Regions from separate parts of the Oryctolagus cuniculus genome. Here region 2 is linked to region 1. The links are chromatin contacts, called in public Hi-C maps. All regions are on one chromosome and are shown on one strand. The core of a region is the stretch at or near the end of the contact, and the rest is flanking DNA. Distances in the headings are between cores, read along the strand shown. Region 1 holds the start of JAG1 (jagged canonical Notch ligand 1). Region 2 has its middle 610 kb from the start of BTBD3.

Region 1 (5,131 bases), core at 1,440-3,939:
TTGAATATCTCTTGTTAAGCCCTTTGGAGGTTCAGGATTGCTGTCAGTGAATACTGAGTAAAGGCGGGGCAAGTTTGGTGAAAAAAGGAAAATGAGGTATCTTTCTTTTAGAATCGAAGGAGAAAGGTATTCGAGGATGGTTATGATGTGAGCACACGAGGCAGGCCTCTCCCCGACTCTCAGGTGGAGACGTGATGCGCACCCACACGTGGAAGCCTTTACCCACAGGCAGCTTAGGTGACGGGGATCTCCACGGCTGACCTCAGCGGCAGTTCCTCATTCTCCAGGGAGGGAGGCTGAGAACTGGCTGTGAGGAAGTGACAGGTCAGAGCTCCCCTTCAGCATCTGTTGCCACAAACGTGACTGGCTTTTTTGGGGGAGTCCCAATTACTTGGAAGAGCCCCAACAGAAAATTTTCAAAAGAATCCCCGCAAATCCGCAACTACCTTCCCTCAAAGTGAGTTCCCAGGCTCAGAAAGAGAACTCCGTACTATTTGCCTTGAGAGTTTATTACTGACTTGACATTCCTGTTAAGATAAATCAGGTGGTTTTTAACCTCTGAGAAATCCATATTCTGTTTCCTATTAGTCAAATAGGCTAAATCACCGCTAGACTGGAGCTGACCTCGGTTTACAGGTAACTCAAGATTGCTATCCAAGGCGGCCTCCCAGGCTAAGCCAGGTGGCTGGGTATACACTCTTCAACTAAACACAAGGCTCCATTCCCTACTTCCTGAGAAGCGTAGGTACAGAATTGCATTCAGAAGGAACCATGCATTTCCTTAAAATGCAAAGAATGTGCATTTCAGGACCACAGCAGCTTTCTTTGTGATTTGTTCTCCCCCCTCCCCCCAGCACATTTTGTACTAGCGCTCTAACATAGGGGTTCTGGGTGTAGAAGTGAGCTGGGGGATAGGAAGTGGGGGAGACTGCTATTTCTGGAAACTTCGGTCAAAGCTAGTTGGGATTGCACTTAACAACTGGATGCATCTGGGACAACTGGTGGGAGGCGGGCGGGGCACATCCAAATACCCAAGTTTTTGCTGCCTTTGCCATCTGCTAACATGACCAGTGATGAACCCTTCCAAAATACGGATTCATTTTCTCAGGATCGATCGAGATGGGACGTTTCAACCATGAAAAAAAGCACCGTTCTTAAGCACATCTTGTTTTTCTGTTTGGCTGTTACATGCAGATTCCTCACCATCCTTCCTAGACTCGAATCAATGTCAAGGAGTGCCTTGCTTGATTCCCCATAAAGATGACATCGGGCACTGTGCACGTCGAGCTCCCCATCAAACGTAGGAAGTAGGTAACTACAGACCACCCGCTGTTCTTTCAGTAACTCAGCACGTTGGAAACTGCTTTCCCTTGACCCTATAGCCGCCACCCATCACGCCTCACAGCCCAGGAGGGTCGAGCCCCAAACTGGCCGCCGAATCATCAGGCATTTTGGCAGCACATGCCCAGTGCAAGCTAATTCTTTATCCACCGTCCAGTGGGCTGAGAATTCATGATGTACTTTCCTGCGAGGGAAATCCATGCTTCCCCAAACAGCTCCCCTCACGCGCAGCAGCAAATCCACAGGGAGAGGGCTCGGCTGAGTCTTCACCCAGCCTCAGGGTTCCCTTTGCCCTTGTTTACGACCCAAAGCGTCGTCTGTTCACTGCCAAGGCGAGCCTAGCATCGGTGCCCACCGCCGCCCCCAGAAAAGCCAAGTCCAGGGCCGGCTTGGGCGGTGAGACGGTGCCTGCCAGGCCCACCGCCTGCCACCCAGCGAGCGGCTCGGAGGCCGCCTACAGGTGCAAACCGGGCACTGCGGTCCCGGCGGCGCGGCGCGGAAGGTGTGCAAGCCCACCTCCACCTCCACCTCCGCCAGCCCTTCGTCCAGCCTGAACCGGACTCCGGCTGGCCCGCCGCTCGCCGCGGTTAGCAAAGGAAGCCCGCAGCCCTCGCAGGTTCCGCAGACTCGGATTTGGGAGGGGGAGGGGCGCGGCCGAGGCCTCCCCCTCGAGTCTGCGGCCAGCCTGGCTCCGGGCAAGTTTTTTCCAAAGTTCCCAAGCCGCGTCTAAAGCCCAGGTCGCCTCCGCAAGGGCGAGCAGACGGCGGCAAGCGCGCCAGCCTCGCCGCCGCCAGCCGAGCGCTCTGGGCGGCTCGCTCGCTCCCGGGAAGCGGGCCGGGCTCCCGGCGGCCAGGCCCTCCTCCAGGGGCGAAAGCCGCAGCTGACGCAGGCGGCTCGGAAGGCGGAAGCTGTCCCGCTCCGGCCGCTCGGGCAGCACCGCGGCGCCTACACCTGGGGCCCCGACGGGCCCGGGGCGCGGTCCCCGTGGAGGAGCGGGGGGCGCCCGCGGCGCCCCGGAGCAGCGGCTGCGCGCTCTCCCTTCCCGGCGCTCCCGTGGACACGGGTTGCGGAGGGGGCCCTGGACGTCCACGAGCCCCGGGCCCCTTCCAAGTTCCTCCCCGCGCCGGCCCCCTCCCCGTCCACCAGGAGGGAAGGGGCGTGTCCCAAGAACTCACGGCCCCTCATGAATATTCATAAGCGCGCATGCGCCTTGCCGCGCGTGCTGGGTAGAGGTGGCCAGCGCGAGCCGCGGCTCCCAGACCGGCGCTCCGGGTCCCTCTCCGAGAGCCAGGCGGGCACGCGTCATTGTGTTACCTGCAGCCGGCCGGCCGGCGAGCTAGGCTCGGGTTTTTTTTTTTTTTTTTCCTCCTCCCTCCTTCTTCTCCCCCCCCTTCCCATGCAGCTGATCTGAAAGGGAATAAAAGGCTGCGCATAACCATAATAATAAAAGAAGGGGAGCGTGAGCGAAGGAAAGAAAGCCGGGAGGTGGAAGAGGAGGGGGAGCGCCTCAAAGAAGCGATCAGAATAATAAAAGGAGGCCGGGCTCTCCGCCTTCTGGAACGGGCCGCTCCTGAAAGGGCTTTTGAAAAGTGGTGTTGTTTTCCAGTCGTGCATGCTCCAATCGGCGGAGTATATTAGAGCCGGGACGCGGCGGCCGCGGGGGCAGCGGCGACGGCAGCACCGGCGGCAGCAGCAGCGCGAGCAGCAGCAGCGGCAGCAGCAGCGGCGGCGGCGTCCCCAGTGCGCGCGGCGCGCGGCGCAGCGATGCGGTCCCCACGGACGCGCGGCCGGCCCGGGCGCCCCCTGAGCCTCCTGCTCGCCCTGCTCTGTGCCCTGCGAGCCAAGGTAGGAGCCTCGCGCCGGGGCCTCCCTCCTGGCCGACCCCCCCACCCCACCCCTTACCCTCGTGGGCGCCCCGGACGCGGGCGACGAGACGAGCCCGTGGGTGCCCGGCCCCCCGAGCCCGAGAGGCTGCGCCTGGACGGGAGCGCTCCTGCTACCCCTTGGGGAGCCCCGGGCTGGGCCGGGGGCACATTCCCCGGGCCGTAGTCGGATTTTTTTTTTTTTTCCCTCCCCTCGCACTTGTGCGTTTTGCTTCCCCAGAATCACGTTGGGCCCTCGAAGCCAGTTTTCCAGAATTATTTTCACTTGGCGCCGAGGGCTCGCCGGGCGGGCGGGCGGGCGGGCGGGCTGGGAGTCGCCGCCTCCACCCTCCGAGAAAACAACTTTCTCCCGCGCTGACCTGCCTCCCTCGCTCGCCGGCAGGTGTGCGGCGCCTCGGGTCAGTTCGAGTTGGAGATCCTGTCCATGCAGAACGTGAACGGGGAGCTGCAGAACGGGAACTGTTGCGGAGGTGCCCGCAACCCGGGGGACCGCAAGTGCACCCGCGACGAGTGTGACACGTACTTCAAAGTGTGCCTCAAGGAGTACCAGTCCCGCGTCACGGCCGGGGGCCCCTGCAGCTTCGGCTCGGGGTCCACGCCTGTCATCGGGGGCAACACCTTCAACCTCAAAGCCAGCCGCGGCAACGACCGCAACCGCATCGTGCTGCCTTTCAGTTTCGCCTGGCCGGTGAGTGGCCCCCTCTCTGCGCCACGGGCTCGGCGCGCGCGCGCGCCCGGCCCCGCGTGGCCTTTGCGGGACGGAGGTAAAAGCCCCTTGCCTTGCAACTTTGCGCCGCCTGCGCGCGGCTTTCGGGGCGGCGGATCCGGCAGCGGAGACTCCATTCGGAGAGTTAAGACTTGCGGGGTTGGGGTCCCATCTCCGCTGGTGTTTGCCTCGCGCGCCCAAGGGGGCACCCCCAGAAGGGGTAACGATTGCCACGCTCCCGGGAAGGCCGGTTTCGACTGGTCCCCGAGTCCACACAGGCCCCCACCCCCGTGCCCCTGGAGCCAGGAGGTCCCTGGAGGTGATCTATTCACTTCACCGCTTAAACCCGGTGCGCCGCGGAGGGCGAGCCGACGCAGCTCTGGGCTGTGAACGCCGTCCAAATTGGCACTCTCCCTTTTCCCGTGAGCGGCCGGGAGGGCGGGTGTGTCCTTCCTGGAGGGTGTGTGTGTGTGTTGGGGGGCAGGGGGAGCCCGTATCCCGCTGCTCCCTGGAAATCTCGGTGGGTGCGGGGGCGCTCTCCTGGCGAGGCATGAGGGGCCTGGGGGCGGCCGCCGCGGGCTGCAGGCCCGGGAACCCCCGCCCCCTGCCGGCCCCTTCCTGCCCCCGCCCCCGCGCGGCGAAGCCCTTGTGGCCTCACTTCCAGCGGTTCCCGGGCCCTGGAACAGCTGTGTTTGCAAACTTCCCCGGGAAGGGCGGGCACACGCCCTCGTCCGGCGGGCGCGCGGTCCCCAGAAAGTTCGCAGGCCTTGCCAAGGGTTTTGCAAGGGGCGGCTCGCTAGAGGTAGTGCTTGCAGCGCGAGTGCGTGAACCTTCAACTCCCCCCCACCCCCACCCCTCCCTCCGCCATCATCCCAGAGGAGCTCGAGGCCCGGGCCCAGCTGGCAAAGCTGCAGCAAGGCCCTTACAACATCTCAAAATGGGTGGAAGGAAGATGGGTGCGATTGCAGAAGGGGAGGAAAGGGAAATGTTGGGGGTGTGCCCTGCGCCGGGCTCCCGCTGTCCAGGAGGCGTGACTCATTGCCAGGGCCGGGGCTGGGCGGGTGGGTGGTGGGAGGGGAGCTCGGCGCCCCCGAGGGTTGCTTTTCGCCACGTGCTCTGGTGGGATGCGCTCTGCTGCCTCCTATCCGCCGGCCGGGGCTGTGGCTCCGCAACTGTGGGAGCGGAGGGCAGAGTGTGCGTG
Region 2 (5,392 bases), core at 1,791-4,290, 640 kb before region 1:
ATAACAGGTAGAGATGCCCAAGAGCATCCTCCTTGCAGAAAGGTGGATGTGGAATCCAGGGAGGTGGGAGAGCTCTCACAAAACGGGGCGGGTAAAGAAAACGTGGTGAAGTCAATCATGTGAAGTCTGCTGAGGAAGGGCTGAAGGGAAAACACGGGGGCAGCAACATAGACTCCAGAGGGCCAGAGCGGGAGGGGGATGAAACGGGGCCCAGGCAGACGACGAGACACTGGGGCAGGGAAGTCACCCCACGCACATGGGTGTATTCAGATGGTTTCTGTTACATACTATGTCCTCAGTTAATTTTGTGTGCTCTAGCTTGGTTGCTCTCTGCATGCCTGTTTCAGGCACGTCTCATGGTTTGTGTTGCCATAGATGTCAAACAACGGCCAGAGAAATCACCCAATCTGAGCAACACCAGGATGTCGCTTTCACCCCAGGGCTTAGGTCACGATGAGAGATGTGGTATTTTTACTAAAGTCTAGAAGCCTGGAGTACCCAACAGGAGCAAATTTGTAATAGGATCTCGTCCAGTTGACCCTGAGCCATGGAGGATCTGTGACTCCTTACAGCGATATCAGAGGAAGCAGAAAAAGATAAATATCTTGGCTCCCACTTTTTTCCATCTTGCACTTTTCAGTTAGTTTCTCCTTTGGCTGAAACTATCCTGAATCCAGAAAGAAGGGAGCTTTGGAAATGATTCACACAATATATATCAGAACAGGAGAAAGGCACTAAATACTTCTGAGAGCTAATGAGGAGATTTGCCATACATTAATAGCATGCTGAGAGCTAATGAGGAGATTTGCCATACATTAATAGCATGCTGGCCAAAACGCCAGTCACATGTCCCCACTTAGCTGCAAGGGAAGCTGTATGTCAGGAAAAGGTAATAGGGAAATCAGAGTGGTCTTTACCACATATACAGAAGTGATGTAGGCAGGCAGATAGGATAGCATTGATTAGGTTTGTGAGCTGGGAGACCATGCCTTCACCACACCCCTGTGTGATCTCATTCCCCTACCTGACCCCAACTGTATGCTCACCTGCCCATCAGATGTAACCATGCCCCTTTGGAAGTGGTTAAAAGGCCTGGAACATGGTAGGCCCAGCTCTTTTTTTCCCTTCTTCGCCCTTATTACTCTTTGTTGTCCTTGTTTGTTGCTCTGTGCCTTCGGGGGCGACTCGCTCTCTCTGTTCTCTGCTTTGCTACCCGTGCTAAGCTGCTTGTCGCTACACATAACCAAACACTTGCTGTACGTGGCTCCTGGCTTGCTCTCCTCTTGGTGTAGATCTAGAGTTCCCCTTCTCCATTAGATAGAGCCCTCACTCCCCTATGCATTTCTCTCACTGAATAAAATCCTTAAAATTTACCATGCCGTCTGGTTTATTAGAGCCAATATTCAGAATTCTTCTCCGAATTCGTGGCAAGAATCCACATGCTTATTCATTTCAGAAATATTGATCAGCAAAATGGTTTCAGAAGTATTGTTTTAAAAGTTCAGTAACAATGCTGGGATACTTGAAAAGGATTACCGCTGCTTGGCATACTACACTGGAAGAATTTCTGGAGGTTATAGGAATTGAGAGAGATTTTGACAAACATTACTGTGGGAAAAGCCATTCTACACCTAGGGAAGGATTGGATGAGTGGCAAGACGTTAGATCTCTGTGTGTAGCAGATATGTATGGGTCATAGAGATATAGAAGAAACAAGTTTGTGATAGCTTTAGATATTGGGTTAAGATGATGGTAGAATGAGAGGAAGCAAGAGTGAGGAATAATGAAACTTTATTATATTTGTATATACAATTCAGATCCATAGAAAGAGTTGGAGCAAGGTAGTAATATTATCACATTTGTATTTTAGGAATGTGACAACAGGCAATGCATAAATTGTTCTTAGGAACTAAATTATGCCTTCCAAAATTCATGTGTTGAGGTCCTCCTCCGCAGTACCTCAGAATGTGACAGTGTTTGGAGATACGGTCTTTTAATCAGTAACTACATTCAAATGAGGCCATTAGAGTGGGACCTGCCCAGGAAGACTGGACACAGAGGGAAGGCCATGTGAAGACACAGGGCAACAATGGTCATCCTCACAGCAAGGACAGAGGTCCTGACGAGACCAGCCCTGCCAACACCTTGGCATTTTGGACGTCTGCCCTCCAGAGCCATGAGAAACTAAATTTCTGTTGTTTAAGCTACAACACAGTTGAGTTAAAATGCAGAAAGGTAGTATTAATTATTACCACAAGTATTAGATGCTTAAAAGCTGTAACTTGTTTTTTGTTTTTGATTGTCCATGAAGCTACGGCTCAGCTGAGTATTGGAGCAGTTGTGCCAGTTGGACCAGGGTTAGCAGGTTTCATTGCTCTGTAGTCAATGGGTGGATTAGTTGCAGTCTGGTATGGCCTATGCCTAGGTGACCTGGCTCTGCTGCACGTGGCTGACATCTTCCAATTGGCCAGCCTGAGGCTGTTATCACAGAAAAACAGAGGAGCCAAAGGGGGAGCAGGGGAATGCATGACCTCTTAAGGCCTTCGCCCTGCATCACTTGTGCAAAATTCTGTTGGCCAAAGCAAGCCACATATCCAAACCCAGTTTTAAGAAGTGGGGAAAGAATTCTCACCTTCATGGGAGCAGCTGCGAAGAAGTTTTCAAAACAGCAAGAATACACAGGAATAGAAGAAGAAAATATAAATAGGAGATCTTGCTTCAATCAATGAAGGTTAGATTTTTTTCCCTATAGTAAAAACATGAACCACAGTAACATTGAGTCACCACGAAAGAGAATACTCAGCTAAATCTCCAACCCAATGCAGGAATTCCCCCCAAATTAAAGGCAAAGGAATTGAGGGGGGAAAGGCCTACAGAGACGATTCCCACCACTTGACCATTTGACCCAACTTTTCTCACTAGGCAAAAAAATAATAAGAAAGGAAAAAGCACTGCAGCTCTCCCACCCCTGCTGTGCAGTGTTGGGTTTATCTGGCCTCTGCTATGAGTCACAGATGACTGAGGGGTAGGTCATGAGTCATGGCCTAAAACAAAGGTAGAATTTGATGGGGGTGGACTGGAAGGCAGGACAGAAGGCATTGCAAGTTCAGGCATTATCTCAGCATTTAGGGTGATTTCTTCTTTCCTGCAGCTGGGAAAATTGGGCAGGGCTCCCCTTCTGAAATCCCAAGGAGAAGACTGCACGCAGGCTCTTTGCCGCAGGGTGTAGCATGCTGCCTTCTTTGTGTCTATGAGAGCAGAGCCGCTGGTGTCAGAAGCATGTATGTTACTGCTCCAAATGTGCCAGTGCTCTGCTCCTCTCCCTGGGCAGTTTCAGCAGACTGTTTTATCCTGCCCCTGTGTAGAACCCCCAGGAGTAAGTTCCCTGGTCAGTTTGAGAAGTTAATAATTAGAAAGACTAATGATTAGATATGGATTTCTTCAGGAAAGAAATAAGAAGCCATTATAAATTACATGTATTTGCATGTGACAACTTTTAAAAAACTCTTTGACTCAATGACAGTTTAGCTCAAGTTGCTATGTTAAAATTTAGTTTTTGACAGCTATTACTCTCTATTTTATTTTTGCTTATACAATTAATCTGCCGAGAGTATGCAAATCATCTGCCTAGAGTATCTGGCCTCCTGAAATTAATATGACTCCTAATTTAAGGTAAAGACTTACTGAAAATTCTGTTGTCTCAAAATAAATCTGGAAATAGAACTCCTGAAAATTGGCCAAATAAGGTGATCATCAGCCTTAAGATGCTGAACTTCGACATGACTGCCATAGTAACAGGAGCAGGACAAGGTTGGCTCCCTTTCAACCTGGTCAATAACATCCTTAATTACAGGACGTGGCATCATTTTGATTCACAGCAGAATAAAAGGCATCTATTTGTATATTTGGAAGTTTGAATGAGGATTTCCTGATTTCCTGATGAAGTCATTCCTGCCTTACAACAGCTTCGCTTGTACCACTAGAGTTAAAACCGGGTCATCATTTCCATGGAAGTGTGTGTGTGCATGTTTTTGCACACACACTTCATTTCATAGTCTAATTAAAGTTCACTCATATATAATTGCCCCTCAGATCAATGTTTGAATTATATCAAAATTTTAACTCGGGGGAAAATGTTTTAACTCAGTTGTATGACACCTGCATCGCCTGCCAAGAAGAGAGCATCTTTGGTTAAGTTGTTTGGGACATGAACATCTTGGACATATTATCTAATGGAGACAGAAAAAGAGAAAAATATTGGCTGGTGATATCTGGGAAAGATGCTGCTAATCTTTATACAGAAGTGATTATACATGGAAGATAATTGGACTTTGAGCTAGAAACTGTCATTTTCCTTGGCTTCCATTCCCCAGAGAATCTTTGACATTGATGAACTCATGGTAAATTCTCACTGCTATCTACACTACTTGCACTGTGGAGATGGTATGGTCTGCTAAAGGGTAAGGGTAGTGCACAGGCGTTGATGTCGAGGAGCGTGTGTTCTTCCTGCACTGCAAATAGAACAGAAATGGAATTGGAGCAACAGAGAAAAGATGCTGGCTGCAAAACCAGGGAAGGCTACTTGTATGGCAGCCTAAGTGAGTGGTTACAGCCCTGAGGATTGGTTGCAGCAGATCCCACCGGGTACCCTAATCTTATCCCTTGTCCTTACTTCTTCAGGGTACAGAAACCCAACTTTCCTTTTGGCCTAAGGGCTTTCTACAGATTAGCCATTCCTGGCAGACCAGAAATTTAAATTCCCTGCGAGCAGCCCTAGGTGAATGAGTGATAGGAGTCAATTTATGCAAATCCAAGTTCCTTTGCCACTTTGGTAGGGTAAATCTGAGTCAGTCACCTCATACCACTGTCTAGCAGCTCCTAGTAAGTCTGAGGTCCTGATAAAACACTCTTCATGCACTGCTTTCCTTTTATTATCTCACTTTCCATCTCCCATAGTTCCTGTAGATGTATTTCTTTTTGATTTTTAAAAAGTTTATTTATTTACTTGAAAAGAAGAGTGATGGGGCCAGCTCTGTGGTGTAGCAGCTAAAGCCACAGCCTGCAGTGCCAGCATCCAATGTGGGTGCAGGTTCAAGTCCCAGCTTCTCCACTTTTGATTCATCTCACTACTAATGTGCCTGGGAAAGCAGCAGAAGACACCCAAGTGCTTGGGCTCCTGCACCCACATGGGAGACCCAGATGAAACTCCTGGCTCCTGGCCAGATTGGCCTAGCCCTGACCACTGGTGCAGCTATTTGAGGAGTGAACCAATGGATGGAAGATCTCTCTATATATATATCTATCTCTCCCCCCTTTGTCTCTCTCTGAGTTACTCTACCTTTCAAATAAATATATGAATCTTTCTTAAAGAAGAGTGATAGAAAGTGAAAGA

What was found. Hi-C and Micro-C count contacts between places; a contact is called where the count stands out from the background.
Region 2: a contact with region 1 is called in a Hi-C map of an unstated tissue, with 2.5 times the contacts expected there. The contact joins the enhancer-like site here to the promoter of JAG1 in region 1. A contact is called at or near these places in 3 of 6 Hi-C or Micro-C datasets (ear pinna, psoas muscle and an unstated tissue).

What each region holds. Positions count from the first base shown.
Region 1 is chr11:35,596,348-35,601,478 of mOryCun1.1, reverse strand. It overlaps JAG1 (jagged canonical Notch ligand 1), which reads left to right and starts at 2,689. Exons shown (of 26, transcript XM_002710971.5): 1 at 2,689-3,186; 2 at 3,607-3,912. The coding sequence starts at 3,106.
Region 2 is chr11:36,238,844-36,244,235 of mOryCun1.1, reverse strand. No RefSeq gene overlaps it. Among named protein-coding and RNA genes, the nearest start is that of BTBD3, 610 kb to the left of the region's middle. Within about 2 kb of position 3,040, at least 1 of the 8 cell types and tissues checked has an H3K27ac peak or open chromatin away from gene starts, as enhancers often do.